Regions from separate parts of the Macaca mulatta genome. Here region 2 is linked to region 1. The links are chromatin contacts, called in public Hi-C maps. All regions are on one chromosome and are shown on one strand. The core of a region is the stretch at or near the end of the contact, and the rest is flanking DNA. Distances in the headings are between cores, read along the strand shown. Region 1 holds the start of SBF2 (SET binding factor 2). Region 2 overlaps LOC114672343 (a long non-coding RNA gene).

Evidence for each region. A called contact is a pair of places that touch in the nucleus more often than the background predicts.
Region 2: a contact with region 1 is called in a Hi-C map of fibroblasts, with 3 times the contacts expected there. The contact joins the enhancer-like site here to the promoter of SBF2 in region 1. A contact is called at or near these places in 6 of 14 Hi-C or Micro-C datasets (blood, cortical neurons, fetal cortex germinal zone and 3 more).

Annotation. Positions count from the first base shown.
Region 1 is chr14:55,219,657-55,226,966 of T2T-MMU8v2.0, reverse strand. SBF2 (SET binding factor 2) reads right to left here and starts at 4,336. Exons shown (of 41, transcript XM_077963424.1): 1 at 3,790-4,336; 2 at 954-1,045. It overlaps ADM (adrenomedullin), which reads left to right and starts at 5,575. Exons shown (of 4, transcript XM_015114882.3): 1 at 5,575-5,731; 2 at 6,168-6,286; 3 at 6,438-6,587; 4 at 6,819-7,310. The coding sequence starts at 6,189. The coding sequence ends at 7,125.
Region 2 is chr14:55,762,081-55,768,969 of T2T-MMU8v2.0, reverse strand. The region is part of intron 1 of LOC114672343 (a long non-coding RNA gene); the gene reads left to right. All of the region lies in intron 1 of LOC106993338 (a long non-coding RNA gene), which reads right to left. Among named protein-coding and RNA genes, the nearest start is that of SWAP70, 96 kb to the left of the region's middle. Within about 2 kb of position 4,534, at least 3 of the 40 cell types and tissues checked have an H3K27ac peak or open chromatin away from gene starts, as enhancers often do.

The DNA.
Region 1 (7,310 bases), core at 3,087-5,586:
ATGTGGAGTCCAGTGCAAAATGAAATGTAGGACTGCCTGTTCAGAAGTGTTGGAGAATTTCAAAACAGCTTCAGCAGAGCATTCCACCAAGTGTGGGCTCTTCTGAGAGCAGGCCGTGTGCTACTGAACAGGATGCATGTCAGTGAAGCTGGTAAACTTCAGGGTGGAATGAGTATGTGTATGTGGGGGAGGGAGTATAATAAACAACGTTATGGGGGGACTAGACCCTCTCCAGTCTCTCTAGAGTACCACCACTGCGCTGCTTCCTTTCTTGCTCCTTTCTCGACTATCTACCACATTCAAAACGATCGTTTAAATAAATAAATGTATATCAGATTGCCAAAACGATCGTTTAAATAAATAAATGTATATCAGATTGCCAAAACGATCGTTTAAACAAATGTATATCAGATCATGTCTCTCTTGTCTTCAAACCTGTCAATAGTTTTCCATGTCACCTTAAATAAAGTGCAAAATCTTCATGTCTGAAAGCGTCCTATTTACTCTGACCCTGATGACCTCTTTAATCTCATTTCAGGCCTCTTTTTTCCATCATTCAATGCATTCTAATCAAACAGGACTCCTTTCATTTTTTCTAATGTACCAAGTTCTTTCCCATCTATGAGTGTTTGCACATGCTGTTTCCTCCATTTGGAATGTTAGATCCCCCAGTCTTGCTTTGTCCTTCAGAATACTTAACACAGTTTATAATCATGTAAATATGTAATTCCGATAAGGATTTGTTTATATCTGGCTACGTCACTAGGCTGTAAGCTCATTGAGGGTAAGTTTGTTGATGACTGCATTGGTGATTACTGTATGTTGAGAACTTAGCACAGTGCTAGGTACATAATACATAATCGGTAAATATCTGTTGAAAGAATGAATACACTATCAATTCATTCAGGCTTATACATCAGAATTGCTTCTTGGCTGAGCACAGTGGCTCATACCTATAATCCTAGCACTTTGGGAGGCTGAGGCGAGTGGATCTCTTGAGCTCAGGAGTTCAAGACCAGCCTGGGCACATGATAAAACCACATCTCTATAAAAATAAAAAATAAAAAATATAAATGTATATACATATATAAAATAATTGCTTCTTTCCAGGTGCTTCTAATCTGATACCACAAGATCCCTACATGATGGTTGCTCTCATTAACACCATTCTCTTTGGCTATGGATGATTCAAATAGCCTAATCATCATCTCTTTTATCATCCATTCATTAATGCCATTTATTGTGACCTCTGTAGCAAATTTCTCTTGAAGTAATTTCATTTTGTCTTGTTACAGGTGTTATTGTAACAAGCTTCTTTAGGTTTACTACTTTCTGTTCTCTCTCTCTCTGTCTTGTTTTTTTTTCTTTTTAGGGATGTATTTCTGCCATGTTGCCAGGCTGGTCTTGAACTCCTGAGTTCAAGAGATCCACTTGCCTCGGACTCCCAAAGTGCTGGGATTACAGGCATGAGCCACTATACTGGATAATCTCTTCTCTTTTATTTGTTCTGCAGCGATTTACCTTATTTAAGCTTCAGGGAGGTTTGCCTTCTGGCTTTATCAGGTACAAGAACTGACTGTTACTCTCTGCCTATTTTGTACAGGAGCACAAAAATGGGGCAGCAAAAGCATTACTTTTCTTTATGCTGATGCTCTGAAAAATATTATGCCCTAAAGAGGGAGGTTAACTGTCCTCCTTGCCCTTACCACTGCAAACCAGACAGAAATTTAAAATATGGAAACAGTGCTTTTTATTCTGTGTCAGGGTTTTAAACTTGGTCAACCTCCCAGAACTGTATGCCTATTTTATACTTTAATTGGTTTATGTACATGTTCATTTTTCTGGAAAGGATCTATATTTTTATTAGGTCGTTAGAGAAGTCAGAGATCCCAAAAAAGTGCCCTGGGCTTTGTATCCTGCTTTACTTCTCCCTGTAAGTGATCGAATCCACAAGGCCAATTGTGTCCTTTCTCTAAATCACTTTGTGTTATGACTTCAGGATGCATCTTGAACTTTGTTTTCAAGTGAACTTTGTAAACAGCTTAATAGACATTTTGAACTATATTAATAATAAATGCATCATAAAATGTCCTGTTTGATAAAGGAGGCATCTGAGATAATTATGCAATGCACTTAGCTACTTACATTTTATTTATTCTTATTAATATCATTGATATTTATTATTTTTCATTGCTTCCCTGAAAGACCTGAGTATGGCCACTCTGGCTTTAGGAACTGTGTCCACAGTGCTGGCTGATAAACCACTACCACACTTTTTTTTAAAACTCCAAACATTTCTAAGAATCAGGCTTGGATGTAGGGCCTAAAAATCATTCAATTGGAATGTGAAGAAGTTGAAACACCATTGTGCAAAAACCCTTTAGCATATGTGTATGTATGTTGCTCTAATGTCAGGATGTACACATTTATTACAGTGCTTTGGAGGTTTATTTATAATCTGACCTTTCAAAATTCTGGAGCACAAAAAAAAGTAGATCTTCATTAAGGGTTTTTTTTTTCTTTTTCTTTCTCTTTTCTTGCCAGAAACTTTAAAGATGTTTCTTCCTCCACTTCCTTCCTTCCTTGTACTGTCCTTGCTCAATGTGAATCTACAATCACTGCCACTTGAATGAATGCAACTTATGTTAACAAATCCCCAGGATCAGAACTCCCACTGCAGCATTTCCTTCTCCATAGAACCATTGAATCAGAAATGCATTCTAGTGATTTTTTTGTCGTTAACGATGATTAATTTGCAAATTTGAGATTTCACGAGAAAAAACATAGATGCCCAGATTTAACAAATTCCTTATCTTTTTTCGACTTAAACCCACGACGCTTTGGGGAGTACTCTGGCCCCTGCAAGTGGGGAGCGTGCACACACACACACACACCCCCCTCCAAGATAGGGGCTTTCTAGCAAAATCCTTTGAGCTGCCAATCCAAGATTTTACTTAAAGAAAGAATTGACTTAGTTCTCAAGTGACAGATCTCTAAGTGCCAGAGCGACAAAGTGCACCAGGCTGATAAGGTGCGTGCAAAGACTCTCAGGTGGGAATTCTTGGCACAGTCACAACGTTGCTGGCCTAGGCACCTGAGGCTGGCAGAGCCTAGCCTCTGAGTCTCCCTCCACTCCTGGGCTTGCTTTCCTTTTTGAAGCCGCCTGCAGCTCAAAGAGGTGTTTGAACCAAGAGCACTCGCTTCGCGATCCTCCTGGCAGAGCGACAGCTCAGTTTCCCCTACGGAATCACGGGCTTTTCTAAAGGGCAGGGAGGTACAGTCGCAGAGTTCTCTGGAGAACAAACACCCCCGCCCCGCCCCACCCCCCCAGGACTGGTGGAGACTGGAAGGAACGAGTCCAGACCACGGGACCTTCCCTGGCTGTGGGCCGACGCCTAGCTGTCCTTGACCTCTCCAGCAGTCAGAGGCGCGCGCGGGAGAAATGAAAGTAAAACCTGTCCTGGCGTGGACCCAAGTGGAAAGTGGCGACAAGTAGGTCGCATCCTCAGAGAGACTGATAGCCAGTCCTGGATCGGTGGGAAGAGCTTGATTGGCAGAGGATAAGTGAAAGGAAAAGGAAATGGGAGACAAGGAAGAAGAACAATAGTTAGGCTGGGGAGGCTCCTGGTCATCCAGCAGGCGTGCAGTAATAGCTGCTGTCTGCGGTGCAGACGGACTAGCCGCCCGGCCAGGCCGCTGCGGTGACCGCCCTGCGCCCAGCCAGGCGGTCGGATCCCGACCAGTGCTCCGTGCTACACTCCTCGAACCCCCTGCGTCCTAACCCCTTACTAGGGCCAGGGTCAGGGCCCAGAATTTGTCCTCCGTCTTCAGACGGAATTCAGGTCCGCTCAGGTGGCTTCTTCCAGGAAGAGTCCTTAAAATAAACAACCTCGGCGCGGCCATTTCTTCCCCAGGTGCAATGTCCACTGTAGAGTCCCGAGAGTGAAAAGGCGGCTGAGCCAGCGGTGCGCGGCCCAGACAGACCACTCTGGGCAAGGTCCACGAGACCCACCGCCCAGCCGCCTTTGCACCGGAGCTCAGAGCCATATGGCAGAGTAGGAAAGAAGCTTAAAGGTCTGCTGAGGACCGGCTCTAAGATGGGGACACGAGAGATGGGACGTGACTCGCCCACCTTCACACAGCGAATTGCCGGGAGGTGAGGACCAGAAGCCTCTTTGGCTAGTGGTCTTGCACCCTTGGCCTCTCCGTCGAGTCGCTGGGCTTCAGGACATTCGAGTAGAGGAGTGGTTTGTAGGACCCCAGAAACCCACAAGCAAGAAGCAGGAAGCCTCGTGGCTTAGCCTTTCCTTCCCAGTTTGGCCCCCAGGAGAGAAGTAAGAAAGAGCAGAAGCTGTGATGGAAGAGCACAAACGGGTGACAAACGTGTTTAGCGTGATTCATCATGAACAGGCACAAATTCTTTGGGCGGGGGCTAGGACTCTCCTTTCCCCCTTGAGAAGACGGTGACCCCAGCCTAGAGGAATCTACACCGCGCCCCAGTCGGCCGTGCTTGCGTGTCGGGCCGAGTAGGGACTCTGCTGCTTCCTACCTGCAAGGTGACTTCCCCTCTCTGCAGATACCTCCCCTTTCTGAGCTTGAATTTTCTACCTGCTGAAATGGGAAAAGTAATGTTACCTTCCTTGCCTGACTCAAGGGTGGGTGTGAAGCTCAAAGTAGACTGGGATGTGGCCGTGCTTGGTAAACTGTAAAATGATTAGCATACGTGAAGCGTTAGTGTGCTCCCTGGCAGTCAGTCCTCACGTTTACGATGGATGAATGAAGGCAGCCAGGCGCACTCTCAGGTTATGACCTTATAAGGCATAATAGGATTACAAGGAGGCAAAATGAAACAGTATATTTCCTCCTAATTTTGGTTATTCCTATGTTTCCAAATAGAAATGTAAATTCTGAAATTTCAGATAATTCCCCCCTCCAAATCCCAATTCTCAATTTAGCTTTTCTGAGCTTTGTCCCTACTGTGAAATCTTACTAGCCCATCCCGAAACCCCGGGGTCTCGGTCCTCTGGGGTACTAGTGAGTCCTGCTCCTCTCGGCTCTGCTGGGTCCCTGCCCCAGCCCCTCCGCGGGAGCCTGGGGTCGCGGCCAGGTCAGGCGCCAAGCCGGCAGGGGGCGCGGTCCACTTGAGTCCACAGCTCCCCAGGTCCGGGTCTCGGGCCATCCGCGCGGTCCCTCCCGCGGGCTCTTGCTATTTTTCGCCAGGAGGCTTTGCACTCTGGGCTTCATAGGTCCTGGATAAGGACCTCAAGAGGTTGTAGTGGCGCCCCTTCGCCCCGGCGTACTGTCTGAACCCTGTGCCCAAAGAGTTAGGGCTGTGGCTGTTCCTGCACCAACCGCCCGGAGCCCATACCTAAGCCCTCTGGGCACCAGGGACCTCCTCTCCCCCCAACTCCCCCTCCCCCCGTCCAACCCCAGCCCCAAAGGAAGCAATGCGCGCGTCCGAGAGCAGGAGCGCGCGTGGCTTAGGAAAGAAAGGGAAGGCAACTGGGCAGCACAGGCCCCGCCCCGCCGCTCCCCCACCCGTGCGCTTATAAAGCACAGGAACCAGAGCTGGCCACTCAGTGGTTTCTTGGTGACACTAGATAGAAGAGCTTGAGCCTTGCCACTTCGGGCTTCTCACTGCAGCTGGGCTTGGACTTTGGGGTTTTGCCATTGCCAGTGGGACGTCTGAGACTTTCTCCTCCAAGTACTTGGCAGATCACTCTCTTAGCAGGTAGGTGCCGCAGACGCTGCGGGTTAAGAGGTGGAGTGGGGGCAGTGCTTGCCAAGGCCCTAAACTGGGAGATCTGGGTGAGGGGAGCAACCCACTTTGGGGGTTCTCTGAAGGATACACCCCATATCCTGGGCCCAGCTCGTGCACACAGCTGGAGATCCAGAGACCCAGTCCCCTATGCTCCGTCAGCCAAGTTCCAAGAAGTTGAGCAGAGACCCTCTGGGAGCCTGGCGGGGTGCAGCGGCCTCCCGTGCGGGGCCTGTCACCCGGCCGGCGCGTGCAAACGTCTCTGGCGCCTCTCTGCGCCGAGGGAGATAAGCGCCAGGGAAAGCGCGGGCTAAACCCGCCTCGCCGGGGCCCCTGCCCGCCCTTCGTGCCCCGCCCGGGTGGTGCAGCTGGCCCGGGTGCTCACGCTCGACTCTTTCTTCTTTTCCAGGGTCTGCGCTTCGCAGCGGGGATGAAGCTGGTTTCTGTCGCCCTGATGTACCTGGGTTCGCTCGCCTTCCTAGGCGCTGAAACCGCTCGGTTGGATGTCGCATCGCAGTTTCGAAAGAAGTGAGTCCGGGGCAAACCCCGTCCCCGGTCCTGGTACCTGGCAGGCAAGGGGAACTGACCGTTGGTCCCGAAGGTCTAGAAGTGAATGGGAGCAGGGACAGGCCAGGACATCGCCTGAACGCACGCGACTCTGTCTGCTTGTGTTTTCCAGGTGGAATAAGTGGGCTCTGAGTCGTGGGAAGAGGGAACTGCGGATGTCCAGCAGCTACCCCACTGGGCTCGCTGACGTGAAGGCTGGGCCTGCCCAGACTCTCATTCGGCCCCAGGACATGAAGGGTGCCTCTCCAAGCCCCGAAGACAGGTAACTACGCCCTGTGCTGTCCAGGGACGGGAGGGAAGGAAGGTGTGCGGGAGGAGCTCTCCGTCTCTACTCCCCTGGCCCGGGGGATCGTCGGGGCTGGACGCAGCTCAGATGGCGCGAGCAGTTTCCAGCTCCCTCTGGTCCTAGAATGGCTCCCGTTCCCGGTGTTGGGGCCAAAGCTCTGCTTGATGGGGTCTCAAGTTGCCTTTCTCTCCCCCTCCCCCGAAGCAGTCCGGATGCCCCCCGCATCCGAGTCAAGCGCTACCGCCAGAGCATGAACAACTTCCAGGGCCTCCGGAGCTTTGGCTGCCGCTTCGGGACATGCACGGTGCAGAAGCTGGCACACCAGATCTACCAGTTCACAGATAAGGACAAGGACAACGTCGCCCCCAGGAGCAAGATCAGCCCCCAGGGCTACGGCCGCCGGCGCCGGCGCTCCCTGCCTGAGGCCGGCCCGGGTCGGACTCTGATGTCTTCTAAGCCACAAGCACCTGGGGCTCCACCCCCGCCGAGTGGAAGTGCTCCCCACTTTCTTTAGGATTCAGGTGCCCATAGCACAACGAACAGTCGCGCAAACATCCCGCTGGTGCCTCCCGGGACGAAGGACTTCCCGAGCGGTGTGGGTACCGGGCTGTGACAGCCCTGCAGAGACCCCGAATCCGGGAAGCACCGTCCGGCGGCGATCTCTGGCTTTGCAAGGGCCCCTCCTTCTGGGGGCATCGC
Region 2 (6,889 bases), core at 3,285-5,784, 540 kb before region 1:
GCTTGAACCCGGGAGGCGGAGGTTGCAGTGAGCTGAGATTGAGCCATTGTATGCCAGCCTGGGCAACAAGAGTGAAACTCTGTCTCAAAAAAAAAAAAAAAAAAAAAAAAGGGGAAAAAAATGAAGTATAAATGATTAGGAGGGCATGTGGGGATGGAGAGATGGGTGGATGGATGGTTGGAAGGACACTGCTCAAGTCAAGGTTGTTTTTGTTGCAAGGAACAAAGAAAACTCCAGTGTTTTTAAGAATGAGGGGTACAATTGTGAGAATACAATGGACAACCTTGCAGAGAGCACTGACATTCAGGCCTTGTGAGATTGGAACTGGAAAGTCAGGAACAGTGGCTCTTCTCTCCATCTCCCGAGGACCTCAAGGTTCCTCTCTTTCCCACATTTCTCTGTACTCATTCCTGTCTCAGCAGTCTCCCTCTGCTCGATTTTCCTCCTCATGGTCTACTCTCAGCCACTCTTACTCATTCCTTCCACAAGTTTTTACCAAGTGCTTATTTATGTGACTCTTTGTACCTCAACAAAGCTCCTACGTGTTGAAAAATAGCAAGCAAAACAAAGTTGCTGCATTTATGAAGCATACTTTCTAATGAGGAGAGAGAGAGAGTAGGCAGTTATATGTGAGCTGACGTTAAATGCTATGGGAAAAATAAAGCAGGGAGCAGTTTGGGGAGGGGTTGGGTTTCTGCTGCATGTAGGATACTCAGAGAGGGTGTCCCTGATATGGTCATATTTGAGCAGAAATCTGAAGAAATTGAGGGAGTGAGCCGTGAAGATATCTGGGGGAAGAATGCTCTAGGAAGAGGGCATGGCAAGTGCAGTGGTCCTGAGGTGGGAACTCTGTGGCACTGTGTGAGGAACATCAGTAAGGATGGTGTGGCTGATGTTGTGTGAACATGGGGAGGATAGTGGAAGATGAGGTCAGACGGGTAGCAGGACAGATCATGAAGTGTGTTACAAGCCATTGTGAGGACTTAGACTTTTACTGTAAGAAGGAGGGGAGGCATTGGAGGATATTGAACAGAGAAATGACATGATCTTAGATTTTAAAAAGGACCTCTCTGGCTACTGTGATGAGAATAGACTGAAAGGGACAAGGCGGGAAAGGGAGACAAACAGGGAGACCACTTAGGAGGCGACTGCAGAAATCCAGGTGAGAGATGTTGGTAGTTTGGACCAGGGTGGCAGTGGTGAGGGCAGTGATAAGTGGTCCAGTTTAGGATTGATTTTGAAGGTAATCAGGATTTGCTGATGGATGGGATATGGTGAGGTGGCCCTGCTCCAATCAGCTGTGGACAGGGAGGATATGTGGTATAGTGTGGTCATCTAGCTCCACCCTCCAGCAGAGGCAGCTTGACGTTTGTCTTGGATAATGAGGGCTAAATGCAGGGTTGCAGAGTCACGCCCGCAGCACAGTTGTTTCTGTCTGAGCTATAAGGTCACTCTAAATCCCACTCTTTCAAAGCAGACATATTCAGCAGGCTTCATTGAAAACTGCTTACCATTGTTAGGATAGAACTGGAGCTTGAAGTGACCTGACTTCTCAGTGATACCAAACATTCATACTCTCCAAGGAAGAGAATGAAGGAAGAGAATGTTTATGACTGGCTAAGTCTGTCACCATTCAGTACAGACAACCTCCTTTGGGCAGAGTTTTATGGCAAGCTATTGAAGTTATATATGTACACATATGTGTGACAGATCTATATCTATAGAATATATCATATCTCTATGTAATACTTAAGCTACTGTGTGTGTGTGTGTGTATATATATATATATTAAGATTATACACATACAAACACAGTTGCCTTTAGTTGAGGAACCCCAAGAACCTGCCCCTTGTCCAGTCAGGGTTGCTGCCCAGAGAAATAGAACTGATTTCACTTAATACACATGATATGATCCTGAAACTTTAAGCAGAAAGAAATGTTTATGTCCATTTTCCTTAGAAAGGGGAGGTGGGTGTGGTGGGTACCAGAGCTTAGATATTCTTTTGTGTCATAAATGAGTTGTGAAGATAGTGAGTAGATGTTTGTAACATAAATAAAGAAATATTTAGAATGATGACTATTTAGGCTGATGATAGACTAGATTACATGAGATTAGATAGATAGGCACAGGTGGCTGGACAGAATGCGAACGTGGATTGTTGATAGCTAGTTCTCTGTGAGCCAGGAAGCAGGCTCTCACCAGACACCAGATCTGCTAGTGCCTTGATCTTGAACTTTCCAACCTTCAGAATGGCAAGAAATACATTTCTGTTGCTTATAAGCCACCCAGTCTGTGGATGTCCTGTTATATAGCAGCTCAGACTGACTAAGACAGATGGTTGAATTGCACTGAGAAATGGACAGTTGGATGATGGCTGTTTAGATTGGTAGATGTCTGAATTTTAGGTTACTGGACGGACAGCAAATGGAGGGATGAAAGGCTTGATACCTTAGAGAAGTGGTGCCTCAAAGTCACTTGGAAACTTTGTTATACACACACTGCTGGACTCTACCTCCAGAGTTTTTGATTTGATAGATCTGTGGTGGGGCCTCAGAGTTTGCATTTCCAACTAGTTTCTAGGTAATGCTGATACTCCCAGTCTAGAGGCCATCCTCTGAGAACCACTGCCCTGTGGTATGCCTGGGAGTGTCCTATGCCAGTAGAGCCAACATGGTATTGCCAAGCTGGAATGGAGGCATCTGGGGACCCTGGACTTAGAGATACCATCCAGCAGGGCTCCAGGCATCCTGTCACTGGCAATGGGCTCAATGTCCACAATAGGCCTAGAGGCCCATGGCTCTTCTCCCAGGGATGTAGCACCCTTGTTTAGGACATCACGGCCCACCATGGTCTGTCCGATCATCTCTAACTCCTGCCATCCTCAACTAGGGTTGAATAGGGTCCATAAGGTACATGTACTTGGCCATCCAACGGTGCTGGCCTTGGCTGTGGGGCATATAGAGCACTCAGAGGCAGTGCCACAGCCAGCCTAGTGCCCAGGAGCCAGCTTCAAAGGATTGGAGATGTTCCCTCTGAGCCCTACCCTGCTGAGGGGCCCTGGCAAGCCCTCCTGCTTTGTCAAAAACACTTTTATGTTTGTTGTCCTTGTTTTCTCAGGCATTGTCAGTCTCTCATCTGAACAAGATTCTGCTTATCAACATTTAAACATGTTTGAATCTCACTTACCTTAAAAAACAACAAAAGCCCCTTTCTTCGACTCCTTGTCTTACTGCAGCTACTGCCCCACCCTCCTCTCACCCACAGTCAAACGTCTCCAGAGCACTGTCTCTTTCCTCACACCTCACGTGCCTCCTGTCGGTGACAGTCTGGCCTCTCCCTGCTTCACTTCACCGAAACAGCACTCCCTAAAACACTGGTGAGGTGACCTTCAGGACACTAAATCCAAAGTGCATTTTACATTCTCCTCTTTTTTTTAGATTTTCCAGCAGCATCCGAACATTCTCTTCCTTCTTGAAACACTCTTCTCCATTCATTGCAAGGCACAATATGCTTATGGTTCTTCCTATATCTTCGGCTGCTCTTTCTCTGTTCACCCTCTATTCCAGGTTTTTCCTCCTTTACCTGGCCATTGAACATTAGTGTCCTTAAGGCACAGGCTGGGCTCTTTTCTTACTTAATACTCTTCCTTCTTGGCAGTTTTATCCATGTCCTTACCTACCATCTACTTTTCTCCCTCCCAAATAAGTATCTTCAGCTTATTCCTCTCTGGATATCCATGTGCTCAGCCTCTTCACTGGGACAGCTCAAAGGCGCCTCAGCCTCTAACTAAGGCCAAACAGGATATTTTCCCTCCTCAACCCAACCCTGGTCATCCTTTGGTGTTCACCATCTCAGGGAAAGATACCACCATCCATTCAGCTGGGCAACTCGGAAACCTAGCAGGCCCTTTGACACCTGTGTCCCTCAGCCTTCATGGCCAGACCATCACCAGTATCTCTCCATCTTACTTCCTAAATATGTCTCCAGTCTATAGTTTTTGTCATCTTCACCATCCCATCCTAGTCCAAACCATCTCTTCCCTGAAACATCACAGTTGCATCTGAGGTGGTCTCTCCACTGCCCCTCTTGTGTCCCTCCAACCCATTCTCCATGTTGCAGCCACTCTGCATGTGGGTTCCCTCTCACAGCTCGGAGATGGGGAGATGAATCGCCTGGGGGTAGGCCCTGCTCAGGGTCATGGCAGGGGCTGGGCCTCAGGCTTCCCTGCACCACTCTTAGCCAGGGCCCTTTCCAGGACAGGAAGGCAGGCCCACACGTAGGCTGGAGGCCCCACTAGACACACAGCTCAGCCAGGCCTCCAGGGAATGGAGAAGAGGCTTTGAAATTTGCAGTATCAAGTTTCAGAAAACACAGGGTCAGGGTCAGCAGAGCAGCTGGTAGTGGGGAAGGCCAGGCCCAGCTAATTTCCTGTCAGAAGGGCCCAGAGGCTCCAGCCCCTCTCTGGGCTGGCCACAGGGGAGGAGATGCCGGGAATGGTTCACATTCTTCTGGCTGAGGCTGCACTGAACCTCGGGGGACCTGTGGGGAGTGAGGAGGTGGATCTGCTGAGGCCAGAGTTGGGGGCTTTCCGTAGGGACCAGGCATCTGTTGTTCAACTCTTAGGCTTGGATGAGGCCAGGGACTGCAGAGGAGATGCAAAAAGACCATTGCAGCTGTGAGAGCTGTAGGATAAATAAGCCTAACTTCACGTTTTACAGATGAGGAAATAGGCTCAGACAGGGCCAGATCCTCACCAGGATCCTGCAGAGTATCTCATTCTAAGCCCTGAGCTCTCTGTTTCTAATTGCCCAGGTCTGGATTTCCTGGAAGGCCCAGCTATGGCTGAGCTGTGTGACAGTGGGGACGTGCTGAACTGGGCTGGGCCTGGGCTTCTCCTGCTCACCTACAGACTAGGAGATGCACTTCTTAGGTGCTCTAGCTGTGGGGTGGGTGGCCACGGTGTGGAGTGGGTATGAGAGGGCTAAGTTAGCTGTGGGGCCATTCCGCCTCTCCTTGGAGGGCCCAAGGTCATTCTACCCACAAAGAGAACTTTTTGTCCTGGTCCATTGTCTAAGAGAGTGAGGCAGTCCTGGCTTTGAATGGCCCTGTAAGTGGCCTGGCCAGGCTGGGTGTGACATAGAGGTCAGAGGTCCCCTGGATTCTTAATTCTCTGGTGCCAAGACTGGCCTGGTTGACCTGTTGGGACTGGGGAGAAGAGCACAGGATGTAGTCAGACAAGCCTGGGTTCAAATCCCAGTTCCATCAGGCACTGCTCTGTGGCCTTGGACAAGGTCATTTAACCTCTTGAAATCATGGACTCCTCAGCTGTTAAAATGGGGAGGGGCTACTTAACTTCTTTCTCTAAGCCAAGAAGATGTGTGATTGGTGTGTGTGTGTGTGACGTGGGGAACCCCTCCCAGATTCAGGAAGTGCTGCACATACCCTCTCTACCAGCTGACTCCTCCCCAAGGAAGCATATGCCTGCTGCTGAAGTCAGCACCAGGGCCTGCATGCCCCCAGCCTGGTTATCCTTTCTTTACGCCTGGCACTTGACTCTGAGACTGGGGCCATTCTTAGATGTCCCAGCCATCAACCTGACAGTCTTTAACTGCTCCCTCTCCCTTTATCCCCTCTGTCCCCATCAGTTAGGCCCTACATCCTACAGATACCACCTCAGGCATGTCTCTGGAGCTCCCATGTCTATCCAGCCCAACTGCCTTCTCAGGTTGGGATAATTACAGCAGCTGCTCACTGGCCTGCCTTCCTCCCAGTCCCCCTTTGCCATCCTCACCAGGGAGATCTTTCTAAAATACACATCACAAACCTGACTTAACTTCTTTTCCTTGCTCCTCCTGATTTCACCTTTGCCCAGTGATCTTATTCTTTAATACTCAGCCGAAATGTCATGTACTCATGTCTCTTACCCCAAGGCTGGGCTATGAGCTCCTCCTATCTTTCTGCAGGCTCCTACTTGCTCTCACCCTATCATAGCTCTGGTTACACCAGAAATCATATCTTGGATAGTAGCTTATTTTACTTGGGGTCCAAAGTATCCAGGAGCAGGCATTAACACAGAAGAAGCATCAATAAATGTATGTTGAATGAATGAAAATGGACAGACAAATGCATGGGAAGATGGACACACTGGTTTTGGGTGACCAGCTCATTCATAATAGGTTCCATCATACAGCTGTGAGGGGAGAGACTGAGATTTGGGAGAACATGTGCAAGGTCAGGGCTTACCCTGACACCTTACAAACTAAAATGCTGGGCAGGTAAATGATTTCCAGCTGCCCCCCAACTGGTGAGTCTCAGCCTCCCAGTGTACCTCCTGTTCAGGTGAAGGCTAGTGACGGAGCCATGGTAGACAAGCCCTGTCCCCACCTGCTAAATTCAGCTGCCCTCAGGAAATATGGTGTTCAGAGATGACAGAGTTGATATGGTTTGGCTGTGTCCCCACCCAAATCTCATCTTGAATTGTAGTTCCCATAATGCCCACATGTCATGGGAGGGACCCAGTGAGAGGTAATTGAATCATGGGGGCAGTTACCCTCATGCTGTTCTTGGGATCGTGAGTTCTCACGAGATCTGATGGTTTTACAAGGGGCTTTTCCCCCTTTTGCTCAGCACTTCTTCTTGCTGCCGCCATGTGAAGAAGGACATGTTTGCTTTCCCTTCCACCATCATTGTAAGTTTCCTGAGGCCTCTCCAGCCATGCTGAACTGTGAGTCAATTAACCCTGTTTCCTTTATAAATTACCCACCCTTGGGTATATCTTTATTAGCAGCGTGAGAATGGACTAATACAAGAGAGGTCACCAAAAACGGGTGGAATCCAGGCAGTGGGTGGGCCTGTGTCAGAAAGAGTCTGCATGTGTAAGTGCCAATA